3 separate regions of the Zea mays genome follow, and regions 1 and 3 are each linked to region 2. The links are chromatin contacts, called in public Hi-C maps. All regions are on one chromosome and are shown on one strand. Each heading gives the region's core, a stretch centred on a gene start, on an enhancer-like site or on the middle of the called end of the contact. The rest is flanking DNA. Distances are from core to core; before and after follow the strand shown.

Region 1 (4,468 bases), core at 1,816-4,315, 240 kb before region 2:
GTTCAAGCTCATATTCTTGACGGAGCCGCGATCAATGTTGCTCTCCTTGTCGGTCCCATTGCGTCCCTCCCAAGGTTTTGCTGCCATCCAGCGCTCCAACCAGCTCCAGCCCCACTGCAAGTTATTTGGGTCTACAAACATTGGGTTCGCAGATCTTGATGTGCTCTTCCACTGTAAACAACACATTTTGAGACATTTTAAGCTTACCGTCATAGAGCCAAATGAAGCATATGTATGCATATATAGATTAGCGTATGTTCTGAGAGCAAGAACTCAAACCTGATGTGAAAATGCATATGCAAGAGCTCTTTCTCTTCTTATCGCTGCCTCTTGCCTGCTTATTAGGCTTGCCTCGATTTGCTCCTTGGATTGAGTGCTGTCGTCCCAGTTCTCACCCATCTGACATAGCGTTATTCACAAACAGAATATGTTTATTTCTCTCAATGATATTTTATAATTATCTCAAGGCATAAAGCAAAGAAGACAACAAAACTAATGATATTACTAGAACAACACAAGCTCCTGAAACTTTTTTACTGCAAAACTTTGAGAAGGTTTGCTTACTCTGAAATTCTCCAGTTCCTGTTTAAGTAGGAGCTGGCGTTGGAGGGCCTGGTTCTCCTCGGACATCTTTGCTCTCCTAGATCGTATTTGTGACTGCACCCGCGATAGAGTTTGCATACAGCGCAGAGTGCTTGCAGATTGACGCTTAACTGAATTACCCTCAACCAATGACTTCAATCGTACAAGGCCTCGTAGTGCTCTTAGTGCCCTCCTTGCCTACATTATCACAATGACCAAACACTCTCAGTATAACCTAAAAGTAAATATATTTTCTTTTCATTTTATTTGTGAAGCATAAAAACTAAAAAGTAAGATCCTGCTTTGCTATGAACAAGTCAAATTTCCATGAAATCATATTTCCCAAGGAACATAATTTAAAGTTCACTAATTGCTATCTCAAGGATAGTTCAATAGCTGGACAGACAGGCTATCAGTATCAAAATATAAATGAAAAGAACAGCAAAATGAGTGATGAAAGGTTGTTGCCACCAACCGCCAGTTGTTCAAAGAATTATTTTTCAAACACTTTGCAAGAATGATTCGTAGGCCCTCTGGGCAAGTGCGCACTGACAAATAATAGGACAAACCTAAAAAGTAAGCAACTAGTTGAAGGAGAGGAGTTAAACTAGAAATTAACCGTTCCTCCAGGATCATCTGAAGCAAGAAAAATTACTTTTTTAGCCATACATTCCCATTAAGCCCACGGAGTAGTTACAATGAAAGTATGGCATGTAAATAGCTAAACTTATTCGGCCAACAAGTATAACTCCACATCACAGTAACAGCAATTGGCCAACTAACACTTGCAAGGTTGGCGAGCTACCGACACCTAAAAGTCTGATCATGAAAAGAGAAAATCTGCAGGGTAGCCACCAATGGACATTTGCTTGCATGCTCAGTCATGTCGGTGTGGAAACGAAACCAGGAAAGCAAAACAAACCTCCTCCTAACCCCCAAATATCGAAGACCTAATCAGCAGCTTCCAGAAACAAACACTTCCATGTGCTATGTAACGCGGGCATCCATATAAACCAATTTCCAACTGTCACATTTGTTCTTATCTAAGCGTCTAAGGGGAAAACCGAGATAATTGGATTTTTGCCACTCACAATGTTGTCTTCGTGTTATAATTAACACTGTGTCTATGAATCGTGGGTCCAGCTGGGTCTATGAAATGTGGGCCTGATGGCAATTTTACAAACCTGTTTCTTGCTGATGGCAAATATCAAAATCTCTCGGGGAAAACCAGGTGCAAATGGCACCGAGCAGGTGAATTCGGACAAAAGTGATTTCACATTACCAGGTAACCTCGGAAGGCGGTCTGGATCTTGATTGCGGCGAGCTCTTCGGTTGGCGCACCAGGTGGCAGCACCGACGCCTGTGCTGGGGCAGCAGCAGCAGCAGGGGCCTCCTCCAGGGTGACATGCTTGCTCTGCTCCTGCTCGGCTTCGGGGACCCTGACCTCGTCGGTCTGGCGAGGAACTGGAGGAGGAGCCGGAGGGGGTGGCACCGAAACATTGACTTCCAGGGAGGTAGATGGGGTCAGATCTACCGGTGCTGGGTTGCTAGCTGCTGATTTCCTCCTTAGCCTCTGTCAATTCCAAGGGCAAAGTTTTGGGTTGTGATCAGAATTCAGTCCGAACTTTAGTGACAAAAACAAACGCAAGAAAAAAAAAGGCCGCGCTTTGATCGATCACGGATCTGCAAGGTAGTCGTAAAGGGGGGAGCAAGTGCCGTCTTGACAACAATGCAGAATGCAAAACCCAAAAATTCACCAGTACGACGACGGCTGAGAAGTATAGAAAAAGGGTGAACAAGGTGCGGTTTTTTTTTACCCAGGAACACCTGACTGGATTCTTCGGAATTGGGAGAGGGGAAACCACGAAAATCCGATCAGATCCACCCACAAATCCAAAACGAAGCCCGCAAAACGCAAGAGAATCCCAAGGGGGCGGGCAAGCATCACCTCCTCTTTCTTCTCCTTGGATTCGGGGCTGAAGACCTTCTTGACGGCGCCGAACCACTTGCCCTTCTTCCCCATGGGTCCACGCCACGCTCCTCGGAACAGTCACCCTGGCTCGGCACCTGGAGAGGAGGACTGAACAAGTCACGAACCAGACCACCTATCAGTATCTGCCAGGCCCACGACGAGACGACGGGTGTCAACTTTATCGGAAGAAGGAACGCCCGCCCAAATCTTGGTGCGGAAGCAAAGGGGAGGGGAGGAAGGGCGGGCTAGCCGTTTCGGTTGTGCGCAGGCAGAGGCAGGCGAGAGGAAGGCATCGTCAGCGGCGTGGTGGTGGCAGGACAGGAGAGCTGAGCTCCGCGGCAGCCCGCAATGCAATCATGTCGCGTGGGAGGCCGCGGGAGGTGGGGAGGAGCGAGGACGGCAGGAGGAGCAGGCACCAGACCGAGGCCAACGATTTTTTGGCTGGAGCTTAGCAGGCCTGACAGGGACGCAGTGCAGGAGGCCGGGAGCTTTGGATTTCCGGAGGGCAACAGCTGCGTGGGAGCAGTCGCGGAGGGAGGGAGAAGCGCAGGAGGGAAGCGTGTGTGTACCTTTGGTTAGTGTTGCGATGCGCCGCTGCTCCTCCGCGGCTCAGCCTCCTCTCTCGCGGTGATGTGTGAGAGTTTTTTAGGGGGAGGGAAGCTGGGAGTGGGACTTTGGACAGCTGGGGACACAGCGGATCGAGGGGAAGGAGATGATATTGGGACTAGGATGATAATGGAGAATTTATTGTTGGAGAATAGTCTTCATTCTCGTTCTTACTATCAAATTTTTTTTTACGAGTATTCTTACGAACGTTTTGCGTGAATATTTCATTTTTATCCTCATTCTCCGCAGGATAAATATCTGACGGGATCCTCATTCTCGCTTAAATTATAACTAGGACACACATTATTTGTTATTAATATAAAATATTATCACTTATACAAATTGTCATATGTAAAAAATTATTGTGTGCACATTAAAATAAACACATTTGTATAATAAATGATCTCTTGATAAAATAATTATTTATTTTTATCATTAACCAGTACACGAAAACGGGGATGGAGAATGCTTCCACGATCCGTTCCGGTTTACCCATCGGGGGAGGGTTTTCCCCATTTACATCCCTGAGGGGGAAGAAATTTCCCCATCCCTATCCTCTAATGGAGAAATTCCTCGCGGAGAATCGGAGATCGGGTCCCCATTGTCATCTCTAAGTAGAATCTCTCTATTAATCCTGAATGGTATCTGCCAAGGTTTTAAATATCTGATTATAGCGGCTGATAATATGCCGATATGGCCTTTTTAGCGGTGCAAAAGTTATGTTATTTATCATGATATATGGTACTATTTCTCGATATATCTTGATAGTTCCAATTTTGAGAAGCGTAGGGATAAATCTCTTAGACTAACTCCAACAGACTCCATCTTCGCATCCGTATTTTGCGTGACAAGCAGGCTCCGCATAAACATGGTCGTCCAATAGGCTCTGTATCCGCATCCCCATCCCTCTCAATGAAAGTTGGGTCCCACGCTTGACTGTTTTTGAATGCCCTCTTGTGCAGAGAAGAGATAGACACTGTAGGAATACCAGGTGGAAGACAACACGCCTATTTTGCATGGTGGTTTACGGAGTCTGCTGGAGGGCAGAATAGTGGCTTCGGACGTGCAAAATGCGGATGCATAGTGGAGTATGGGGCGTTGCTAGAGTTGGTCTTATCCCGCTATTTAAAACACTGGTAACTACATGAGGCTGAGCCCGACTTTCTTGTCAATGTGCATTCAAGACATACTTAGCTACTTAGGTTTATTAGTCTATCTCTACCGGCTTACCCATCCGCCCATCTCTATACCATTTCAAACTCTACTATGTAAATAGTACAATATATAATACAAAACAATATTTTGGAT
Region 2 (4,367 bases), core at 532-3,031:
ATTCTTTTACAGGAACCGATAGTCAGGGGCGGATCCAGAATTTTTCTATAACCCAGACCAAATCTACTAAATTTGCTTCTCTTCATTTTATCTTAAGTATTTTATACCGTATTAAATAGAGACTTATATAGAGTTATATGGATCAAGTCCCGGGCCACGGACCGGGTGGCCCGGGGTGTAGATCCGTCCCTACCAGTACTAAAGATGGTACCTTTAGTACAGATCTGACCAGAAACCGATTCTAAATTACTACATGTTGTACCGGTGTTTGCAACCGACACTAAAATTATGGGCTTTAGTCTTGGATATTGAGTGGCCGGTAGAAATCTGGTGATGTAGCCGGTTAGAATGCACATTCCGCACTAGTGGATCCATCAAGATCAACCAGATCGGCACATGCATGGCGCGTGCAGGTGGGCCCAACCATGCATAGAAATTGGCGTTGCTGGCATGCATCCAGTACCAGTTCATTCAGACATGCATTTCATTCCCCGGAATGCTTGGAGACCTGTCTGTTCTCCATCCGGGGACAGTCGGGCCATGGAATACCGTCAGCAGAAGTGTCAACAGCGGTCAGTGTCCGATCCTTTCGTGGCTGCATCTTTCTTCCAGCCTTTGACTCCCTGCTAGAGAACAAAGCACGGGGGCGCCGGGGGGTTTTTTTTCTGCATGGGATCAAAGCGCGTCTGAAACCGGAGAAATGAGCCGCTAGCACATTCACATGCACTGCTTTAAAGCTGGATTCAGTTCAGTCTTGCACATTCACATGCATGGGTCAGTCAATCAGTCAGTCCCTGTCCTTGATCAACTTCTCTTTGTTACAAGGAATAAAGCTCATGCGGTTTCAGACTCTCGTCAGCCGCGAAAGATCCTCTAGCGTAATTCCAAGAAGCATCTCTTTATTCTAGGTTCCATTTCCCGTATGTACGAATTTTTGGCTTAATTAAAAAAATCCTTTCGTTATGTCTCGTCCACTATCGGGTTACATCTTAAGCACCACCCTTCAGCTGGATCGGTGCAGAGTGAATGGTAATGGCCCGTTAATGATGAGAGGCTAAGGTTCAACGATTTTCTCGACCGGAACCAAGTTACGATCTCTTAATATAATGTCGGGAGGACGATCTTTCCCTCCCGGCTGAGTTTAGACTCTCTTGATTGGGCTTTGGCTTTGGAAAAGCATCGCATAATGTCTACATGTCAATAGTTGGATTACCAGCGGCAGGGACATGCTAATGAGCTGTTCTTTTTTTTTTTTCTTGCTGCCAGATCTAAATCTAATCAGTGGGTCGTCAGTTAGTCCCTGCATTCTCACTGGCATGGCCAATGCCATGCATGTGTTGCGCTGTTGACGTGTGCGCTAAACCCTTTTCAGAACTCTCTGGGTGGGCATGAATGGTAAAGTGAGCTCAATCATACGGTTTTCTAGAACTAGAATCTTTTTATATACATATACAAATTGATTGCTTGACCTCTGGCAGTGACTTGTTAGAACTACTACGGCTACGTACGTGAGATTTGGCAATGGATCTTATAAAGATTCGTGATGGGCCTCATATGCTAATCTGGATGTGGAACTCCGGACTGTTGTATTTATGGGCCGGGAAGTGTTTTTGTTTATGGGCTTGCATGGTTCGAGTTTTGTAGGCGAAACATTCTGGAAACAGTACTATGATACTGTAACAAAAAAAGGAAAATTCATATTGGCTCCGTAAGCTCAAACTGGGCCTCCAAAACGCGGCCCAGCCGCATGAAAGCCCATATCTGTACACCCTGTCATTGCCGGCTCCGTCGGCCGTCTTCCCGAGGATGCTGCGGCTGCGCTGGCGTGCCGTCCTCCCCCCACTCCCACTCCCTCCGCTGCCTGGCTTGCTTCGCCGCCTGCCTCCGCACCGGCGCGCCCTCTCGTCCTCTTCCGGCTCTATCCCGCTTCCACCGCCGGTGATGGAGGCTTCCTACAAGTTTGGGCCCTACAAAATCGACGCCAGGGAGGTCTTCCACGCCACGCCCCTCTCCTACGCCATGGTGAATCTCCGCCCGCTGCTCCCGGGTGGGTAACACACACACACACACACCCTTGTTCCCTCCCTTTCCAGTTCGCCTTCCATGATCCATGCTTGCTTCGTTACTGTAGACGCAACCACTCCCGAACTCACTGCACCATAGCATTTTTTTAGCTTGGGAGTGGGAGTTGCTGGAACTGGGAGACTAGTCATCGCGACAAAAAAAAAAAGCTTTCTCGGAAACGTGGTTGATGGAAATTAGATTCATCTAACGTTGGGTCCCAGAATGCTAAAATAAAACTTTGTATTCAGAATCATGCGCTGCTCGTAACAAATTCGGCAAGACAACAGTGTACCGCCACACCCATTGCTCCCGTAGGGATTGTTCCAATAGGCAAGGATCACAGGCATTGCCCTTCTGGGTTGGCTGGTAATCCCAACCCAGTTCCTGCAATCTCGTCGTACTTAATATAATCCCTCCCTATAGAACAACAGTCCCATTCAAGATTTTCTCCTGATGAAACCTGAGACTACTCACAAGTGCTTCCTGTAGACATTGCATTTAAGCTTTGCATATCTCTAAACCACCGCATCGCATTGTTTTTTTTTTCTAATAGACATTGCATCTGACAATGCGAACCTTTTCTTATGCAGGTCATATCCTTTGATTTCAGCGAACCTAGAGCTGTAATTTCTTTGAAGCTAGTTTTGCAGTTTTTACCACTGTTGTGCCTGCGCAACCATTTTCTTCTGCAGGCCACTGTCTATTGATTGCTCACTGCAGTATAGTTCATGAAACTTTACTTACCTTTGTGTTGGTTCTCTTCTTTTTAGACCTGGTTATCTTGTCTGTCTAGGGGGGATCAAGTTTGCTTTAGGTACTCATTTAGTGAGGGTTCTGTTTTGTTGAGCCACTGACTTCACTTCATATTTGGTTCATCTTTCCATGGAGACCATCAACAATTCTATGACATGATTATTTCTTTTTCACATCATGCAACAGTTCCACTTCCAGAATGATTGTATGCCTGCAACTCAAGTTGACTTTATGAATCAATTTCTACTGTGTTGTCATTCGGGGCAAAGCTGTCATAACTCATAGACCCACCCGGATATATTTATTTGACTCGAAGTTTGATACATCATGTGTTTAGGAAACTGTGTTCTTCTATATGCACCGGTTTTTCCTTGACAATACCTACATGTTCTTGTGTGCCCCAAGCGTGAAGTGAAAAGATTCGCCGATCTAAGTTCTGATGAGATTAGTGACTTATGGGTTACTGCAAAGGAAGTTGGTGCACGTCTTGAGCAGTACCACAAAGCATCTTCACTTACCTTTGCTATCCAGGTGTGGTCCGTGCTTCAGTTTCGCTGTTGTAGCCAGCACATCCTTTCATTACACAATACTAGATTTATACAGTATATAAAGTGTCCAATTCGGGTGTGTAAAACGTAAAGATGATGAACATTGTGGAAAATATCATATATGTCTATAGTATGCCATACAAGCTATGCTATGCTAACTCTAACTATTCACACATTTGATTAGCTTTTTATGGAGTTATCTTTGTTATATTACATTCTATGATGATGCCATGAAGTTTATTATTAACAAGTGGTATTACTTATCAGGATGGTCCTCAAGCTGGCCAAACAGTTGCACATGTCCACATCCACCTCATCCCAAGGAAGAAAGGGGATTTTGAGAAAAATGATGAAATATATGATGCGGTTCGTGGCATCTTTTCTACCAATCTGGTTATTTCATTAGTCATTACAACAGGCAATGAAATAAAGCTTTACCCTTTTCCTTGCTATATATAATAGATTGATGTGAAGGAGAAAGAATTGAAGGAGAAGCTTGACCTGGACATCGAGAGGAAAGATAGGAGCATGGAAGAGATGGCTAATGAGGCCAATGAGTACCGTGCTCTTTTTAGTTAGTTTCTAAGCTGAGCTGACTGTTTGCTAGAAATAAGGTTTGCTACCTGTTCTTCATTGTTGCAGTTCAGTTATGGTTGCGCACTGACATTGTGATGATGTCCCGTTCTGTACCGTGGAGAATTAATAATTTGTTGCAAGGAATGCATTCTTAGTGACAAACCTTTTAGATTTGCAACCACCATCAGGGTTCTCAACATAGTATCTTACAAAGCTGAAGCAAATATGCTTGTCAGTAACTTGAGCAGTGAACAATTTGTGAAGAAACAAAAAGTGAAGAACCCTAATATTCCCATACAGTGAGAAATTCAGAAAATATTCCATCATGGCTGGCACCATCATACAAATATCCCCCAGATTTTTTTTAAAAAAAAAATCTCCAATACAGAACAGTTCCTAGATGATTTATCTTCTCTTGTTTCTTGC
Region 3 (4,014 bases), core at 154-2,653, 180 kb before region 2:
ATATTCTTGCCTGAATTCTTATTAGTGAAACTCTGCATCTTGTGGTATGGTGTGTTTTTCTGGGATTAGGATGGTTCAGTTTTAATGTTGACAAAATAATGATTAGATCAGTCTAGGCTATACATGTATCCCATTGTACAAATCTAAACGTTGTAGCATCCTATGATGACGAGATAGTCATGGGCGGCACCAACACATGTAAGCGTTGCTGTATCTTATAAAAATCTGTTGCAGTTTACCAACACTTATTTATATGACTTACCAACGTATGTATAAGCGTTGCAGTAGCCCCTAGCAACGGCAGTATAGGCAACACATAATTATGTGTTGGTATAGACCCTATCAACGCTTATATAGGCTTGTACCAACACATATATGCATTGCTAAAGGGGGGGGGGGTCATTTTGTAGTGTTAGTACCGCCAGCACTCCATCTATAGCTATCAATCGAGACCTCCCCGACCTAAGTAGATCGATTGATTTTCAGAGTAAGAGAGTTGGTGGTACATGTACCTTAGCTACCATAGAACGATGGGGCGCGATGTAGAACGGATAACGCCTCCCTACACAGAACGGCACCCGTGCTTAGCCGTTCGACTACAACCTCCTCATCGCCGGTGCCACAACGAGGGGGCCCATGGTCGCAGCCACCGACCACCATGTCTCCGCATCCTTGTCCGACCTTGACGTGTCATGGCAAGCAGTCGGACGCCAGCACTAGACTGACGACACGGGTCTCTGAAGAGCCCGCCACCTCGGGAGATCCAAGCCCTGCTGCTGCTGGTAACCATTTTTGCTGCGCTGACGCGGAGAGCAAAAGGCTAGAAATTTATAGCGACGATAGTCGTGGCAGGCACGCTATCGGAGGTTGCGGCGTGGCGGGTCACTTGACGCGGAGTTCACGGGACCTATCCTCGCATCGCTCGCCATAGAGTTTGTGGGGACTTATCCTCACGACATGCTCCGAGGTTGCGACAGCGGGCGGAGGAAGGCGTGTGGCGTGCGGAGGCGGTTTCTGCGTGTGGCGTGTGGCGTGCGGGAGTTCGTTTTAGAGATGCAGGGAAGCACGACAACGTACGACGATAACTGGAGGGGGACAACACGCGAAAACCAGGGCGCACGAAACTCTCCTATTATAGTAGTAGAAAAGAGATTATAGGAGTGCGGGTTGATTAAAAAAGTGTAGATTTTTTGTTTGAAAAATATTAATGCAGAACGATCGTTGAAATTAGTGCTTTAATAGAGTAGAGACAGAAATATACAGTGTAAAAAAGATATTTTAAGAGAGACGTGTTTATATTTTCTTTGGTTCTGGAAACAAGACGAGGGAGAAGAGGGCAGGCCGGGAGTGCTGGGCTTCTCGGTCCAGCCTGGACTGGATCGGGTTGGGACCTTTTGGGGGAGGACGCTAACAGGCCCCCAAAAAGACTCTCAAAGGCAGGCCATCTATTGTAAGTTTGTAACGACAATAACAATGGGCCGCCACCGCCTCACACAAACACAACAGGACCAGGCTAAAGAATCACAAAATGAATCTGAATAAAACACTATCACAGCACAGGCAGCTCATCACCATTCATGGCGCCCCAAAACTTGATGACCAAAAAACTGAGAGAAAGAAAAATGGGACCCAAAGGAAGAAGAATGAAACGCAATCTTGCATACACGGCCTACTGATGAATCAACCTTCTTCCCTTTCCTTTTGCTATCGCCCACCGCATTTACATCGACTCCACCGGTCCAGTCCTCCCCTTCCCCGTCCGGCCAGGAGGCTGCGACGCCTCACATCCGGCTGCCATCTACTGTTACGAGCTGGGCATGTCGCTGTACTGCCACACCATGACCTGGGAGCAGCCGGAGGGGATTCCCCTCAGCTTAGCTTAGCTCGGTCTTCCAGCACCACTTCCTGCACGAACTTGATGGAGTCCTGCGACCACACATCAGTTACAGCCTACCATAGTTAGCCGGGAGCACAAGTCTCCATCAATCAACTAACTAACATTCTCAGAAGGCAGGGGGTACGACTGACCTGTGAAGTGTCCGGCAACGACGCCGGCCGCCCCCACCGCTCGGGATCCCATAGAATGGAGCTGTTGAACGCGAAGCCCGAGACGCCGATCGTCGTCGTGCGGGCTCGCGTACCGGCAGCGGCAGGATCCAGGTCGGCTTCCCGCCTGTCGTATGCCACCGAACGGGTGGTGCCGTCGTCGTCCAAGTCCCTCGAGAACCAGCCGACGACCTCCGAGGCGCTGCACAGCGGACCTTCCACTGTCACCTTCTTCTCGCCCGCCGACACCGTCGCCACGGGCCATGCGCCGAACGCCCTGCGCCTCTGGAACGTTAGACAGAAACCTCCACGTCGGAGATGGAACGAATTGAATTCGACAGGAGCTATGCAGCGTGCAATGAAACATGTGCGGTGTGGTGTAGCTATGCCTGCCTGTGATGATCTCGGGTATTTATCTCATCTTAAAGGTATGTTCGGTTACATCAATCCAAACGAGATTTAAACCCCTCCAATCCCCCTCTGGATTGGTGCAACTGAAGAAGCCCTGGTCAGAAACCCCTGCCAGTTACTAGTGGTTTAGCAGTACCGCTGTACTGAACCAAGGTGTGATTCCCTCTCTCTCTCTTATGAACGCAGGTACTCGTCGATGTTAATTAGAAGAGGTACCACCATCGGAAAAGTGAACGCAAAATGTAAGCCAGATGTTTCAGGGCTACGTGTTTTCTAGTTGGCCACAAAAAAGTTTCGGAATTGACGCTGAGTAAGATTGTTTTAAGTGTGTATCTTTCAAAAATGTAGATCGCTTTGTATCCATAAGCATCTAATTAATCTTCTAATAGCATCGCATCTGCTAACAGTGTTTCGGGTGGATAAGGGAAGGTCACGTATTAGGACCGAGTGCAGAATATATAAAATAGCAAAATTTTCATATATCATATATAGAGAGAGATAAACAACAAGCTCTATGGGTTCAGCTGATCTAAATCACAGGTGTGCTGTGTACACGAGTATAGGAAAACTACGCCGAAGGACTATTTTTGGAGCTAAAATATCGGAGGAGTTGGAGGGACTAAAATCCTCTTTTTATTTAAATTCCCTCACAACCCTCCGGTTTGTGGCTCCCAAAATAACCCTCATGGGTTGGAGGAAGCAGTTAATGGGGGATAGGAGGATTAGGACCTTCTCCGTTTCAGTTCAGTCAGTTTCAGTGGCCATGGCATAACGGTCACTACTATGTTTTCCCTACCTGCTATCTATTGTAGCAATCCCCCCCCCCCCCCCCCCCCCCCAGCATATTTGCTTCCTCGTTTTAATAGTAACAGCATCTCGGGAGTCAATTCAAGGATGTCATCTCCTTGCTTACTTTTTAGTAGTCTGCTATAGCTGTTTCAGCAGGGAAAAGTTATGCGCTATAGTCTCATTTAGCCCGCTATGTTCCGCTGTTATTTACGCTTTTGAGAAACACGCCGCTAAACTCCTTAACCCGCTATTTAAAACCATGCCGACACTGTTAGGACGACAGTTTATGCTTTCAATTATTTATTGAAGTACCAAACTAAACTAGTATACGGCTACTAGAGCATTTATTTAGACGAGTAAAAAAGACTAGTGGTACCAAAATAAGAAGGGGTGATTAGTTACGAGGAACCCTAGTCGTGTCGTAGTCGTCGTGGTCATAGTCGGTGGACATAAAAAAGATCCGAAATTTATGAGCTGGGATTGCAGAGTTAGACATCGTGATTCAGACTCAAGCAACGTACATTATGTTATGCTGGTAATGACTAATAGGGGACCCGTCAGATGTCAAATTGAAAGACTAGGGGAACATGCAAAGGTCCAACCTTCGAGCTCGGAAATCAACAATCGGGAAGCGATCAGCAAAGCTTGCTTGCGAATTGGCACATTGTAATTAACAACTAAAAGCAAAAACTACGTAAAATCGAAGGAAGGGAGCAGAAGGCGTGGGAGGAGGAGGGGGTACTGACTCGATCTGGCGGATCTGGTCGA

What was found. Hi-C and Micro-C count contacts between places; a contact is called where the count stands out from the background.
Region 1: a contact with region 2 is called in a Hi-C map of tassel, with 3 times the contacts expected there. The contact joins the promoter of LOC100274440 here to the promoter of LOC100279797 in region 2. A contact is called at or near these places in 4 of 25 Hi-C or Micro-C datasets (ear, endosperm, leaf and 1 more).
Region 3: a Hi-C map of ear shows a contact between it and region 2, with 7 times the contacts expected there. The contact joins the enhancer-like site here to the promoter of LOC100279797 in region 2. A contact is called at or near these places in 5 of 25 Hi-C or Micro-C datasets (bundle sheath, ear, endosperm and 2 more).

What each region holds. Positions count from the first base shown.
Region 1 is chr6:35,701,609-35,706,076 of Zm-B73-REFERENCE-NAM-5.0, forward strand. It overlaps LOC100274440, which reads right to left and starts at 3,066. Exons shown (of 5, transcript NM_001148799.1): 1 at 2,531-3,066; 2 at 1,865-2,155; 3 at 565-780; 4 at 280-399; 5 at 1-171. The coding sequence starts at 2,605.
Region 2 is chr6:35,938,371-35,942,737 of Zm-B73-REFERENCE-NAM-5.0, forward strand. It overlaps LOC100279797 (bifunctional bis(5'-adenosyl)-triphosphatase/adenylylsulfatase FHIT), which reads left to right and starts at 1,782. Exons shown (of 4, transcript XM_008650356.3): 1 at 1,782-2,049; 2 at 3,202-3,348; 3 at 3,633-3,731; 4 at 3,828-4,122. The coding sequence starts at 1,807. The coding sequence ends at 3,944. LOC100282601 reads right to left here. Exons shown (of 2, transcript NM_001329479.1): 2 at 4,224-4,367.
Region 3 is chr6:35,754,923-35,758,936 of Zm-B73-REFERENCE-NAM-5.0, forward strand. It overlaps the pseudogene LOC109940340. Among protein-coding and RNA genes, the nearest start is that of LOC100274440, 52 kb to the left of the region's middle. Within about 2 kb of position 1,404, at least 17 of the 20 cell types and tissues checked have an H3K27ac peak or open chromatin away from gene starts, as enhancers often do. A contact at or near this core is called in bundle sheath, ear, endosperm and 2 more, where this site is marked.